2 separate regions of the Mus musculus genome follow, and region 2 is linked to region 1. A link is a contact called in public promoter capture Hi-C data. All regions are on one chromosome and are shown on one strand. Each heading gives the region's core, a stretch centred on a gene start, on an enhancer-like site or on the middle of the called end of the contact. The rest is flanking DNA. Distances are from core to core; before and after follow the strand shown. Region 1 holds the start of Cpne3 (copine III). Region 2 overlaps Atp6v0d2 (ATPase, H+ transporting, lysosomal V0 subunit D2).

Region 1 (6,913 bases), core at 1,638-4,137:
TAATTTTTACAGGAAATAGACATAATATATCCATTTCATAAGATAGTGGTTTTACTAAACTGTGTAATATTTCCTTCTCATAGAGAAATTGTATTCATGTTCTATCTAATAGAAATTGGTATGATCGTAGTACTGTTAATTTTCATGTCTTTTTAAGGGTTATGATTCCTTTTAGCTGAGCTGTTATATTTTATTCTCTTTATGAGAATGAAAAGCCTCTCCAAAAAAAAATCTCTGTACCCTATTCCCAGCCTTTTTCAAATACATTTAAGCCAGTGTAGTATAACATAGCTACGCTATGGTTTAAATTTTGTTATCAGAATGTTATCAAAATGTGTATATAAGTTCCCTTCTTTATCAGTATGAAACTTAATGTTAAAAAGTTTATGATAAGTGGTCATTTAAGTTCTTTCTTGGCGACTCTTTTAACAAATCTTCTAGAGGTCTTCTACCTGGTTCATTTACACTTTAACCTAGGCAGCAGTATCTACAAAACAAATCAAGAACATTAAAACAAAACAAAACCACTTTAGAAGGAAGTTAGACTGTAACATAAAGGCCTCAGAAAGGACCTAACAGTGTAATGGATTCCTCAAGAGGCTGAGAACTAATGGAAGTGGTATTGATTCTTTCTAAAAGATCCACCAGCAAGATCAAACTTTGACAAAGAATTGTGCCTCATTTTGAATATTTAAAGGTCAAAATGTCATGAAATCATTTTTCACATCCAACATTATCTTTCTTAACTTATCTTTCACCGTTAGTGAAAGAAATTTTTGGAAAAGAGGTAGTTTAACAACTATAAATGGAATCTGAGGACAGCACCAAAAGACAGCAAGAAAGAAAACCCCACGAACCAAGGCATAAGAAGAGATGAGAGAGCACAGAGACAATATGAGCTGAGTGCTTGAGCAGATGCAGGTGCAGAAGAAATGTCACTGTAAAGAATGCTAAGAAATATTTTAATTAATTATTTGTTTATTTCAGTGTTGCAGGACTAAGCCCAAGGTCATCAGCTTGATAGACAAGTTCCCTTACACCAACCACGGTCACCAGCCCCATAAAATATCTTAATTTCCTTTGTTTGTTTGTTTGTTTGTTTTTGGTTTCCAACAGAGTTTCTGTATATAGCACTAGTTGTCCTGGAATTCCCTCTACATATCAGATTGGCCTCAAACTTAGAGACCTACCTGACCCTGCCTCCTGAGTGCTGGAATTAAGGCTTTATTTTATAGATCACTGTTTATAAATGTTCAAGTAAAATTAAAAGAGATGTCCAATTATCAACATGCCTTTGGAGGCAATGAATAATTTTGCTCCCCCAATTCTAGACGTCAGCTTTAGGGGATAGATCAGAGAAGAGATTCTGAAAGACAGTACTTCCTTCCCTTCCTGTGCCAGGCGTGTTTTAATCTAAAAACCAGAAATTCAGTTTTGTCTCATTAAGAGAGCTTCTGCATGGTCCAATCTTGGAGATGAGGCACTAGATTTTCAGGCTCGAGTGGGGTGCATTTTTCAACTCATCAGCCAAAAGGGGCCGCCTTTTAAAAAATATTCTCAAAACAGAGGGGGCAGGGTGAGGGGGAGTGTTGAAAAGCAGATAGATTCTGAGAATCCACTGTTGTCACTACAACTACCATCATCATTTATCTTATCGTTATTTATGTATCAGACACTTCGATGAGTGATCTACAAACATTTTATTTAGCCCTCACCACTCTGACACATCAGTGCTATATCCATTTTACAAATGTAGAAACACACCATAAAGGGTTGGGCATCCCACCCAAAGGTTAGACAGATAACAAAACCTCAGAACATACTTGAAACTAGACAGATAGTCACTGCCTTTCTTGTGAAATAAGATTCACTTACTTTTGTAAATCGTAAAGTATTAAAAAAAAAGTACAGACCACAATCGAAACCTAATGCTACCACTTTCAGAGGTGCCAAGTTTCATAAATTAATTCCAGTTTCCTGAGGAGTGAAAAAGATAATAGTCGCATTTATGCTTGTTGTGAGCTAACTATATATAAAAATGGTCTTAACACAGAGGTTGTGGGTCACTGCAAACCACTGGTTATTTTAATCCTACTTCACCCTCTGATTATTGGCGGCCACAAACACAACAGAAAGAAACAAAAGCTGATCGCAGTCAAGTGCATTAGCGCCAACACTAACGGTCACTATGCTCTCAAGTTTCTGACTGCAAAACAAGTAAGTGGCACTGCCCTTCCTTCGCGTCGCGTGTGCAGTGAGCCCAAAGCCCTGGACACAGGTGCAGGAGCTTGCTAGGACTTCACCCAGGCCCAGCTTTGCACCGAATTCAGTAGCACCTTTTCCCTCAGCACGCAGCCTTTCCTCCACCGTTCCCCCACACGACCGGTTCGTCTGGTTCACCAATCTTTCCCCGCTGAGCGGGACCGAGATTTCGGGGCTGTAACCCTTCGCCCCACCCTGCCCTTCCACTCGAGGCCCGCGGATCCCCGGCAGGGTTCTTCAGGTGCGCGAGCCGCAGGCCCAGGAGGCGCTCGCGGCCCCCAGGCTGACCCCCAGCCCCGGACTTCCACGGGCCGCGGACCCAGCACGCGACACTCGGGAGTCCCCAGAGTGGGCACCGGAAACCCACGGAGCACTTCCAGCGCCCGGGGCCCGGAGGGACGGGCCATGGAAGCCTGAGGGCCCTAAGTCTTCCCGCCCGGGACCGGCCCGCTTCCCGGGAGGCTGCAGGCTTGGGCTGGGACACACGGCTCCGGAGCTGGGAAAAGTCACGCACTCACGTGCTATATCGCCGCAGAAGTCGAGTGAGGGTGGAGAGCCAGCGAGGAGCACCGCAAGGCGGCAGGACCGCAGGGGCTTTACTGGAACCTGAGGGCTGGACCGCGGAGGGGCGGGGCTCGTGGGCGGAGTCCCGGAGCGGAGGGGCGAGGGCGGAGCTTGTGGGCGGGACCAAGGTGAAGTTTTGCTTTTGATAGGGAGCTTGCTGCCCAACCCATTTCAACCCATTTTCACTCCCAGTTTTCTTTGCTGCGCCTCAACCCGCTGACCTTTTAAAGAATTCTTACAAAACCCGTAATTGACTTTAGGCAGTAAAATATCTGATCTGGTCTGGGGGGGAGGGGGGGGGGGCTCGGAAGTGAAGAGCACTTGTTGCTCTTGCAGAGTTCCCGGTTTGTAGCTCACAAACATCTAGCACATTCCAGAGGATCTGGCATTCTCTTCTGATCTCCCCAAGGCAGCAGGCAGGTGTGTGTGTATGTGTGTGTGTGTGTGTGTGTGTGTGTGTGTGTGTGTGTGTACAAACATGCAAGCAAAACATTCATACATGCAAAGCAAAACAAATAAACCTTAAAAAAATAAAGAAAGAAAACAGATCTGGACAAGGAAATAGTGTGAAATGCCAGCTCTTAAGCATCCTTCTGTAGAGCGTACACCTTCCCAGAGTAATTTTACATGCTTATTTTATTTAATATATATTTATTTTATTTGGTCGTCACAAAAGCTTTGTTATGTGTTTAGCGCCACGTGCCTTTTCATAAGAATGGTGCAAGAAAATACTGTGAAATGTGGTAGGTAAACAGTTGTTCAATTTGCCTAAAGTCATCAGATTATGCTAATCTCAAAATGCCTATGGTGATGGGTACTCAAAGTCACATCCTTCTATTGAATGAAAATTTAAAATATCTGCTGGAAAAAAATGGGATAAAAATCAACAAAGACAAACGAACAGTATTACAAAAGTTACTTCACTTACATTGGTGAGGGGAAAAAGGCGGGGGGGGGGGGGGACACTCAATAGAAAGGACTAAAGAATGGAATGTGATATGTAAGCTTCCAGAGGAGAAAGGTCATCTCAGTCTTACCCAGCAGTGAACCCTAGAGCGCCAGTGATGAGCAGCCTGGAAAGACATGCCCTTTGTGCAATAGTGGCAGGAATATCATGGAAATAACTCACCACTTTCTGATTGGATTTAAGTTCCACTCCACTCCACAAAATGAAATCCATACCTGGCACTATTATCGAGGCAAAAACAACAGCTAGGCAGGTCACAGACCCAGGGGAGAATCTACTATAAATATTCTGCTCAATGGACAGAGTATCAAGTCAGCTCCTAATGGCTTTTCGTTAAACTCATAGATTAATGCACCTCTCCGCTCTCATCAGAGCAGCTTCTGTTTGCAGCCGTGGTGAACAGAGTCCCGCAAATGTCCAAGGCACAGAGGGTGAGACTAAGGAAAGCATACCCCTAAATGGGATAGTTGCATCATGCCCCCTCCTTCCAAGACCCAGCAGTGATCATTAAAGAAGACAGAAAGCAAAGAATGTAAGAGCTAGAGTCTTCTGGGCAGTTTTAAATGTGAGCTCACTGCAACTTTGACAGCCTGGAATGACCTGCAAAAGCTCAGGTTGGACAAATTCTCAGCATGGAGAGGGGCAATAGGTATAAAGTCTCACTCTTAGCTGTATATTAGTAATGTAGTAGCAACTGAAAACTGCTGGGAGAAAGTGAGTTTGTTTCCTTCAAGAGATTGCCTCTCGTAGGTCAACCATGCTCACCTTTAGTCTACTTTGGACATAGAAGGATCCAAAATAAGATGTAAATTAGATATGACCTAGTCATATAAAGCAAACATTCAAAATCCTTACAGTGGGAAGAGAAACTGCACTGCTAGCCACCTAACTTATCATTGTCCCTTACCTTTTACTTCCTCTTCCCTAATGGTCATAGATTTCCATCTACTTTTCCAGAGCAAAAATTTGCATGTTTATTTTACTCTACACAAAATGCTGTGTCCCTAACACCCCTCATGACTCGCTTCTTTGGGTATTAACTCAAAAGTTCTGAGTGAAGCCTTCTCTGGCCATTATCCAGGTTAGGATTGCAATGTTTGGCTGAGGTCATAGTTCAGTTATAAAGTACTAAATGCCTAGCACAAACAAGGCTCTGTGTTCAGTACTGGACATTGAAAGGGGGGAAAATTAAAATAGAATTGCAAACATTTACAGAAATACATCTGTAGCCCTTTCTCCTTCACCTTCCTAGCTGGCATTTTGCACCATCTATCAGTACATATACTTAAGTATCTTACAAGTGTTTCTACTTTTCTGATTACTAGAAGGTAGAAGGTATATTATATTTAAAAAAGGGAGGGGGCATGGTGCTGCTAGGTGTGAGTGGAGAAGGCCCACTGTAACTATGAGGGAGAGCATAGTAGGATGCATAGTAGGGTAGGGGGGAGGGTATGCCAGCCAGGATGGCCTGTAATAGGTAGTTGCTGAGAACCTGGCTACCAGCATCTGCTCTGATATGTTAAATGGGCATCTCAGTTAGCCATTTGTCTAGGGTTTGAGATCTACCATTACATATACACAATACACATTTATTGAATGAATGGAAAAAGTATAAAAAAATTTAACCCTAGTATAATTGAAAAAAATCAGTCATTGAGATTATAGCATAATGAAGGCATATGTTACTAGTTCCTCCAAAATATAGTCCAAACCATTGCAAAAGTCAAATTATGAATTAATAAATGGAAATATATTTAGGAGGAATAAGGAGAAGTTTCTTTGAGGAAGTGACACACTGATAATGGAAAGATAAATTGAAATGAGCCAGGTAAGAAATATGAACTCATATGAGGAAAGGAAGATGGCATCTGATAGTATAATATGAAGGAATAGTGGCAGAGAAAATATCATGTAAGGAAGCCTTTGGCCCATTGTAGGGTAAGAAAAGGCAGTGGACCTGAGTGAGATAGACACATATGGTATGTGGGGAGGGGGAGAGGAGTCAGGGAATGAACCACAAGACTCGGGAAAGATAGCAGATAGTATAGTCTGTTTGCCAGGCTCTTCCTTTTATTTACTTTTCTAACAGGGTTAGGGATCAAACCCAAGGCCTTTTACATACTAGCACTCTCCCAACATGCTACATCACCAGCTCTTTCAATCTTCTTCTTGAACAGATCCCATTACATGCTTGATAGTATAGCTCATACTTTCAAGGTCCTGGGTTCAAAAACATGCACACAAAATCGTCATATCTTGCCAATAATCAGATAAAATCATATCAAGAGCCTCAGTGTGCAAAGGTGTTGTAAGATATTTGATCATATTGTGAACCCCAAGATTGTGTTACTTCCTGAAAAAAAAAATCTGTTTCTAGTTGTGGTATGGCTCTACCTGTGACACATACCTTTAATCCCAAACAATGAAGGCAAATTTAGTTTGTAGAAGAAAGCACCCATGTTTGAAAGTAAGGTTTAATTGAGAGGTAGACAAAATGAGAAAGATTTGACAGAATAGAATTTGCCCAACTCTCACCAAAAGAGGGGGGCAAGGGAAAAGAGGCTACTTAAGAGAACAGCACAGAGACAAAAGGACAGAAGGCAGTTTTATCTTCTCATTGAAACAAGGCAAGCACTCTACCAACAGAACTTTATTCAGTCTCTAAAGTAATGATGCCTAACTATTGAAAACCAAGTAAGATTGCCAGACAAATTTAGGATACTGAGATAGATCTAAGTATTGAATAAGAACTAGAATGTGGGGGGTGGGGGAGTGAAGAAAGTGCCCTTGTCACTCCAGTACCAACTCCAGAAATTCCTGCCCTGCTTCAAAACAAAGCAAAGAGAGTGTGTCTTTTGGATTTGCCAAAGTTTAGTGCAAAGTTTGTGAACCCCAAGATTCTGTTACTTCCTGAAAAAAATATTTACAGGCACATTTCTCCATCATCACTGAAATGAACATGATGTATGTAATAGCAAAAGCAATGTCTCATGTCTCTACACCTGGGAAGCTTGCTCCAAACACATGTTCTATCCCTTTTCTCACGGGCATGAGCGATTTGATTCTGGAGAATTCAAACTCGTACTGAAGCACATCTTCCTCATTTATAACTTGCAGTTC
Region 2 (6,913 bases), core at 1,305-3,804, 340 kb after region 1:
AAGATCTCTCCAGATTAACCTGAAATTCTCAGTCTCTTTCACCTAAATATCCAAGATTTCCCATTTCATTTATCCTCGTGCCCATGGTAAGCATCATTCCAGAACCACCCGCTCCATGTCCCAAATTTCCAGATGTTTAAGCAGGTAAAATGGGGTAGTATTTGTATGTACCCTGCATGAATAGTCTCATGACTTTATTGTAAATTCTAGATCACTTCTATCAGCTGATATAATATAATGCTATATAAATAGCTGTTATTTAAAGCTGCAGTAACAGCAAAAGTCTGTAGATGTTTAGTATGGTAGGTATAGTGTTTATCAGAATATTTTTAATCTGCACTTGGTGGAGGTCAAGCCTACTGCACAGGACCTAAAGGGTTTAATTTTCTGGTCACTGTATTAAAATTTTTTGACGACTTGGTAGCAGGATACTTTGAATTTTTGAGAGATTATTTTTTTAAAAATGGCTCCAAAAGAAATGAGCAGTTGAAACGCTTCTGGAAAGTACTGGGTAGGAAGGAAGAAAAATAAAACAATGTCAGCCTGTATTAAACAGTCTTCAGTAATGCGCTGTTGGATCTGTTCCTTTGTTTCATAAACTGTGCATAATTATAGTATGAAGAACCTTTAGATATTCTTGCTATGAAGGATTTAAAAATATCTGCTCCACATTTTCAAAATAAGTTTCTCATGTACAGTAATTATCTCATATAAAATGTGCAAAGCTTAAGATAATCAATTTAAATTTAGACTGTCTCTCTTAGGGTTGACTTTGACAGTGCTATAGTGTTGCCTCAAGATATTTCCTGCTAGTGCAAGATAGAATTCTGATTGTTGGAGGTGCATGGAGGCTAGATAGGCACTTGAATTCACAAAATATTTTGGAAGGAGTATAAGAAAAAATTTTCAGAACTCTTGGGACAACATTCCCCATTTGTACACAGTTGGTTATTGAAATTAATCTCTAAGCTCTGCAGAAAGTGGCTAGCTTCTGCCAGAACTGACATGCCACAGGATGAGGTGAGGGTGGGGGGGGAGCAAAACACAGATGGCTCTGTGGAAGGCAGATACAGTGGTCACATCTTCAATGTTAGCACTCAGGAAGCTGAGGCAGGTGAATTAAGAGATCAGAGTTACTTTGGGCTGCGTATCTAGTATAGTCTGAGCTACATGTTTGACCTAGTTTTTATATCTATCTATCTATATATGTATATGTATATGTATATGTATATGTATATGTATATGTATATGTATATGTATATGTATATGTATATGTATATCTATATCTATATCTATATCTATATCTATATCTATATCTATATCTATATCTATATCTACCTACCTACCTACCTACCTACCTACCTACCTATGGGTTGGTTCAGTGGTAGAGTTCTTGCCTAGCATAACGGTGGACTTAGTTCAATCCTACATTCCTGTAATCCCAGATCCTTGGGAGGTCTTTAAATTCTGAATCAGCCAGGGGGTTAGATAAGCCTGGCCATTAGTGGGCCTCTGTGTGAAAATAAAAAGTGAAATGGTGGAACCACGTGCTTGGGATAGAGGTTTTCTTTTCCTTTCATTTCTTAGAAAGAGTCCTACAGAGCTGGGTGTGACTACAGTGCCAAAGGTCTGTAATCCTACCATTCAGAGGTACAGTAAGGAAGAACACAAAGTCAAGGCCATCTTGAGCTACAGTGTGAGAGCATCTCAAGAAAAACAAAACACAACACAACAAAAAAACCCAAAACAAGGCAACACATGCTGGTACGTGCCTGTAATACAAGCAATTGGAAGGTGGAGACAGGCGGATTAGGAGTTCAAGGTTGTCTTTGAATACATACTGAGCTCTATGCCAGATGTGCTACATGAGACCTTGTTTCAAAAAACCAACCCGACCAACCAATCTCATAAAATGTTCCACACACACACACACACACACACACACACACCATAAATAAATATAAAAATAAAGATCATTGGGTCGGGGATGTTCTCAGTGGTAAAGCACTTGTCTAATATGTGTGAGATCCTGAACTTGATATTTAGCACCAAAGCATACAATAGTACTATAATAAATTGCAACAAACCAAGAAAATAGTTTTGCAATCTATTATTACTAAGACTAGTATATGAATTTACAAAGAATACATATCAATTAAAGTGTTCTATAAACTCTAACAAAATAGGTAAAGAATTAAGTCTAGCAACAAATAAATATCAAGTAATCAGTTTTACTCATAAATGAAAATCAAAAGGAGAAGTTGCTAGTTTTTAATCTATCAGAGTGGGAAATTAAAAAACAACACCAAATGCTTGCAATTATGTAGGAATGCAAGCCTCCTTATGTACTGTTTTGAAGGTTAAAATGGTGCTATTTTTGCTGTGAATAGTTTAGCAATATTTACCACAGTTAAAGATGCACATTCCTAACCTGAAGCCAGGGCATTGTGTGCTCAAGGAAGCTTGAGCTATACAGCGAGTCTGAGGCTACCTGTTTTAGATACAAGGAGCCTGTGTCACAAAACAAAGCAAGAAAATCACATTTTCTTGACTCAGCATTTCCAATGCTGCAAACTGAACTTGGAAATCAATTCCAGATGCACCTTGAGGACTGGGGATATGGCTCATTAACAGAGCAATTACCTTTCCTTGCAAATATAAGGCCTTGGGATTTGATCCTGAAGATCACCTAAAAGAAAGACCTTCACAGAAATTAGCTAATTGCAACTTATTTTTGCCATGGAAAGAGGTGAAAATAATTTAGCTGGTTGTGGAGAGATGACTAGTAAATGAAGTTGTGGCAAATTTAAAACACAGAATTACATGGTTCTTTAAGGAGAATGGTGTTCACAGGGATATCAGTAAGAAACATTGAGAGGAGAGAGAGAGAGAGAGAGAGAGAGAGAGAGAGAGAGAGAGAGAGAGAGAGAGAGAGAGAGAGAAAGAGAGAAAGAGAGAGAGAGAGAGAGAGGAGAAGAAGAAGAAGAAGAAGAAGAAGAAGAAGAAGAAGAAGAAGAAGAAGAAGAAGAAGAAGAAGAAGAAGAAGAAGAAGAAGAAGGAGAAAAGAGGAAGAGGAGAGGAGAGACAGAGAGAGAGAGAGACCCAGAAGGAAAGATGCTGTCTGTATACATCTGAAATATGGAGGGATGGTTAGGGCATGTGTTATTAGACACACTTGCTTGTAAATATTTTTATGAAAAAACACATAAGAAATTAAGAAGTGGTTACACTAGAGAGAAGAACTGGGTGGGGATTAAAGGGATATTAGAATAGGGCAATTTTTATGTTTTTCTGAATTCCAAGAAAGTTATAATTATGCCTCTGGATTTTTTCATTCTCCTCCTCTCTTCTTCATCTCTCTCCCTCTCCCTCCCTCTTTCTTCCTCCTTTTATGAAATGTGGGTCATAGAGCCCAGGGCGTTTCCCAGGTTAAAGAGTACTCTCCTACTGCACAACCAACTCAGCCATATTTTTTTTCTTGACAATATTATTCATGTAGTGTAGTTGATCCTTCAATATCACAATACAGTAGAAAATCTCCAAGAGCTGAGCCTTCCTTTATTTCTGGTCTTGTCTAGGACCAATGGCAGAAAGTTCACATTGATTTGCTCATACTAAGCTTCGGATGTAGTCCTATTTCTGAGGGGTATTTTCAAGTTGCCATTTTTTAGATTCAAATACATATCTCATATAATGTGAGAAGTCTTTCTGACACATTTTCTCTTCAATCCAAAGTCAGGTGCCATTGCAGTAAATCTCCAACCCCAATAAGCCCGTGCAAAAACCACACAACTCAGTTACAATATTTATGAGTTGAACACCTAGATTTCAGGTTTACCACTACACTATTCTATCACCCAGCTATGAGATCCATTGCTACTTGTGCCTTCTCTGGGCCATGTAGTTCTGTTCCATCTTCCTTTCACCTCCTCTTCCTCTGTCCTCCTCTCTCTCCTCCATCTCCTCCTCCTCTCTCTCCTCCTTCCCCTCTTCTCCCCTCTCTAAAACCTCCAGCTCCACCTTCCCTTCCACTGCCCAATCACAGGCTCTAGCTTTTATTTGACCAGTTAAAATGGAAAGAGGGTTCACATAAAATTACCTAAGTACATGATCCCCTTCTCATTGGGACAACCCCTCTTGAGATAACAAAATTGACATCAAATACAAACATCACCAGAGCAATCGACAACAAGACACAGTGTCCATCCAGTTGTGATCAGCCCAGCAGACATTTTGGGTACCCATAGTTCCAGTCTTTATTCATTAGACTAAGTTCTGAGCTGATGATATTTGCAGAACAGAAGAAGGGATGATGGCACCCAGTACTGTAGCACCGTTGTCATTTTACAGACAGTCATAGAGGCAGGGGCTCAAACTGCCCCTTTAGAAGGCCCCTCTGCCATCTGCTTATCTGCCCGCACCTTTACTCCTGTTCCTCATAACCTAGCTCCATAGTTTTCTCCCAGGCCCTTCTTACTCACACCCCAATGCTCACCTTATTTGACTCATTAACACTTTCCTTATTTCTGTCTATTGCTGAACACAGTGCCACATACAAAGTTCTGGTCTTTCATTTCATTTTTAAATTTTTTTGATCCATACAACTCAGCATATGCATTATCTTTCTATGAAAACCTCACATGCCTGAGTGCTAGGCACTTGTGTAGAACTTAGGCCTATTAGTTATAATGTTGTACGTTATAATTAAATTTGATCTTTACAATATACAGCATATCCATTTTAAGTCTTTGTTTTCAGTTGGGATAACTAGAGTGGTATGAAGCTAGTTCAAATGGCTCTTGTGAGCACTGGTGTAGTTTAAGTGCCATGTATTACTATGTAAGCATTGTAATTTCCTCTAGAATGAGGAGCACACACACTGACAAGTAGAAACCACCCATAAGGGAATAAAGCATGTGCATCTATGACAAGAGGCACTTGGACTGGGAGCAGGAGACCAGACCTTTACAACAATTTGTGATGGCTTTCCCCACCCTATGAGTGACATAAAAAGAGTCACATTTCAAGGATTAGCCACACTGAGTAGTCATTAAAACAAAAACACTATACATGGGGGTTATTACCACCTCACATCTGCTTAATATTCATGATGTCTTTTCTATCAAAAAACTAGGTTGTAAAATTACCAGTTGCTAAAATCTCTATGTATTCAAAATTACAGACCACATGAAGGTCTGTCACACATACTCAGACCCACCGGCCCTCTTACAACCATCATCATGGTCATCATCCACCACCCTGGGGTTTGGCAGAGCTCCACTTACGTCATGTAGGTGAGAAATGTGCTCAGGGGCTCCAAGGAATGATTCCGGAAATAGTCAAACTCTCTGCAGAGCTTCTTCCTCATCTCCGTGTCAATTTTGGAAACAGTGAGAGGATTTGTTTCATTAGCCAGGAAGTTGCCATAGTCCGTGGTCTGGAGATGAATTTTCAGGTCTGAAAGGTGAAGCATTTCCAAGCAAAGTTAAACTTGGAGATGTGCTTGTGGTAACATTATGGTAGAGGCACACTCGCGAACTTCTTAGACTTTGACAGAGGTGTGCACATTACTAGAGAAGAGTGTTGATCTTTAAAGAAATGAAAGAGTCAACATAAACACTGATTTTGAAGCACACCATAAGAAGGCCAAAACTATCTAAGAAACTTAATATTATTTCTACAACTAAAAAACAAGCAAGTAAACAAACAGACCCTTAGGCCAGAGTGGTTAATCTTGACTGCCAATTTAATGGGATCTGGAGTCAACTGAGAGACAGACCTCTAGGCTAATCATTTCCATGAAAAGTTAAATAAAGGGAAAATGCTCTCTCTCAGAGTATGTTGCAGTGGAGGTCCAGATACACAGAAAAGTGTCCTCTGCTTGACAGCTTTCATTTTATGCTGGTCAAGTATGTCTCTTCTATTGCTGCTGTTGGCTACTGCTGTGATCTTGTCAACTCAGGACCAGGGGACTCTCAAGGAATCAGTTAGGCCTTCAGCAGCACAGTTTCATGGACTGAGCACCAATGGGTTGTCAGCCCTTCCAGCATGCAGATGGTGGTAACAGTAGAATCACCAAGACCCTATGGGTTATAAACCATTCTAGTGAAATTCTCTTTTGCAACACACATTAATTCTCTCAGTTCTGTTTTTCTGTAGAACCCCCACTAAGGATGGATTCATGTTGGCCAGACTTAATCTTTTGTAAGTAGTTTGTGAAATTTGAAAATGTTAAAGCTCTGTCCACCTTGAGGAAAAGAGAGACTAGGAAGAGCTGCCATAGATAGAGGGTGAGGTAGACAACCCTTGTGACTGGATTTCAGTGTTCTTTTGTTACGGACGATGAACTTGAAGTCCAGGGAGGAGGGCAAAATGGTGGAGTCATATGGAGATCATACTAGAACTAGAAGAGAAGATACTGTGCACTAAGACTCAAGCATTGATTCTGCACCACAATTCTTTAAATGGCAATGGTTTGTGTTGCCAGAGAATTGGACTCAATTCCAGCTTCATTTTACTTTCCGTCTTTCCTCAAAAAGCCATGTGACATAATTTGTTACTGTTGAGCCCGACCTACTTTCTAGAATAAAATAAGCAAACTGGGATTCAAAGCAATGTTTAATTGACTTTAAACTCATTCAAATCCTATATTTTGCTGTCAGTCAATACAATCATTATCAAATACTCTGTAAAGCCTCTAATTTTCTGTGACAAAATTCTTTAAGGTCATTGATCTGAACTTGAGAACACGTTGCTGATACTTCTGGCATAGCACCTGCTGTGTTTTGAATGTTCTGTAGACTCATCTCTCTGAACACTGGGTTCCCAGATACTATACTAGTGCTGCACTGGGAGGTTGGGACTGTGGCCTATTTAGCAGAATAGAATTACTGGGAGTAGGCTTTGAAGTTAA

What was found. Promoter capture Hi-C pulls out the DNA fragments that hold promoters and counts their contacts.
Region 2: a contact with region 1 is called in a promoter capture Hi-C map of second pharyngeal arch cranial neural crest. The contact joins the enhancer-like site here to the promoter of Cpne3 in region 1. A contact is called at or near these places in 17 of 39 promoter capture datasets (the C10 cell line, the HPC-7 cell line, cranial neural crest and 8 more), 1 of 15 datasets of contacts at CTCF or cohesin (embryonic stem cells), 20 of 484 Hi-C or Micro-C datasets (B cells, the C10 cell line, the C3H10T1/2 cell line and 16 more), 29 of 115 datasets of contacts at active chromatin or transcription factors (CD8 T cells, the SCID.adh cell line, Th17 cells and 17 more) and 4 of 9 other capture datasets (adipose tissue, bone marrow-derived macrophages, embryonic stem cells and 1 more).

The regions. Positions count from the first base shown.
Region 1 is chr4:19,567,221-19,574,133 of GRCm38.p6, forward strand. It overlaps Cpne3 (copine III), which reads right to left and starts at 2,888. Exons shown (of 16, transcript NM_027769.3): 1 at 2,781-2,888.
Region 2 is chr4:19,905,302-19,912,214 of GRCm38.p6, forward strand. It overlaps Atp6v0d2 (ATPase, H+ transporting, lysosomal V0 subunit D2), which reads right to left. Exons shown (of 8, transcript NM_175406.3): 2 at 5,286-5,457. Among named protein-coding and RNA genes, the nearest start is that of Atp6v0d2, 14 kb to the right of the region's middle. Within about 2 kb of position 2,555, at least 2 of the 459 cell types and tissues checked have an H3K27ac peak or open chromatin away from gene starts, as enhancers often do. A contact at or near this core is called in second pharyngeal arch cranial neural crest, where this site is marked.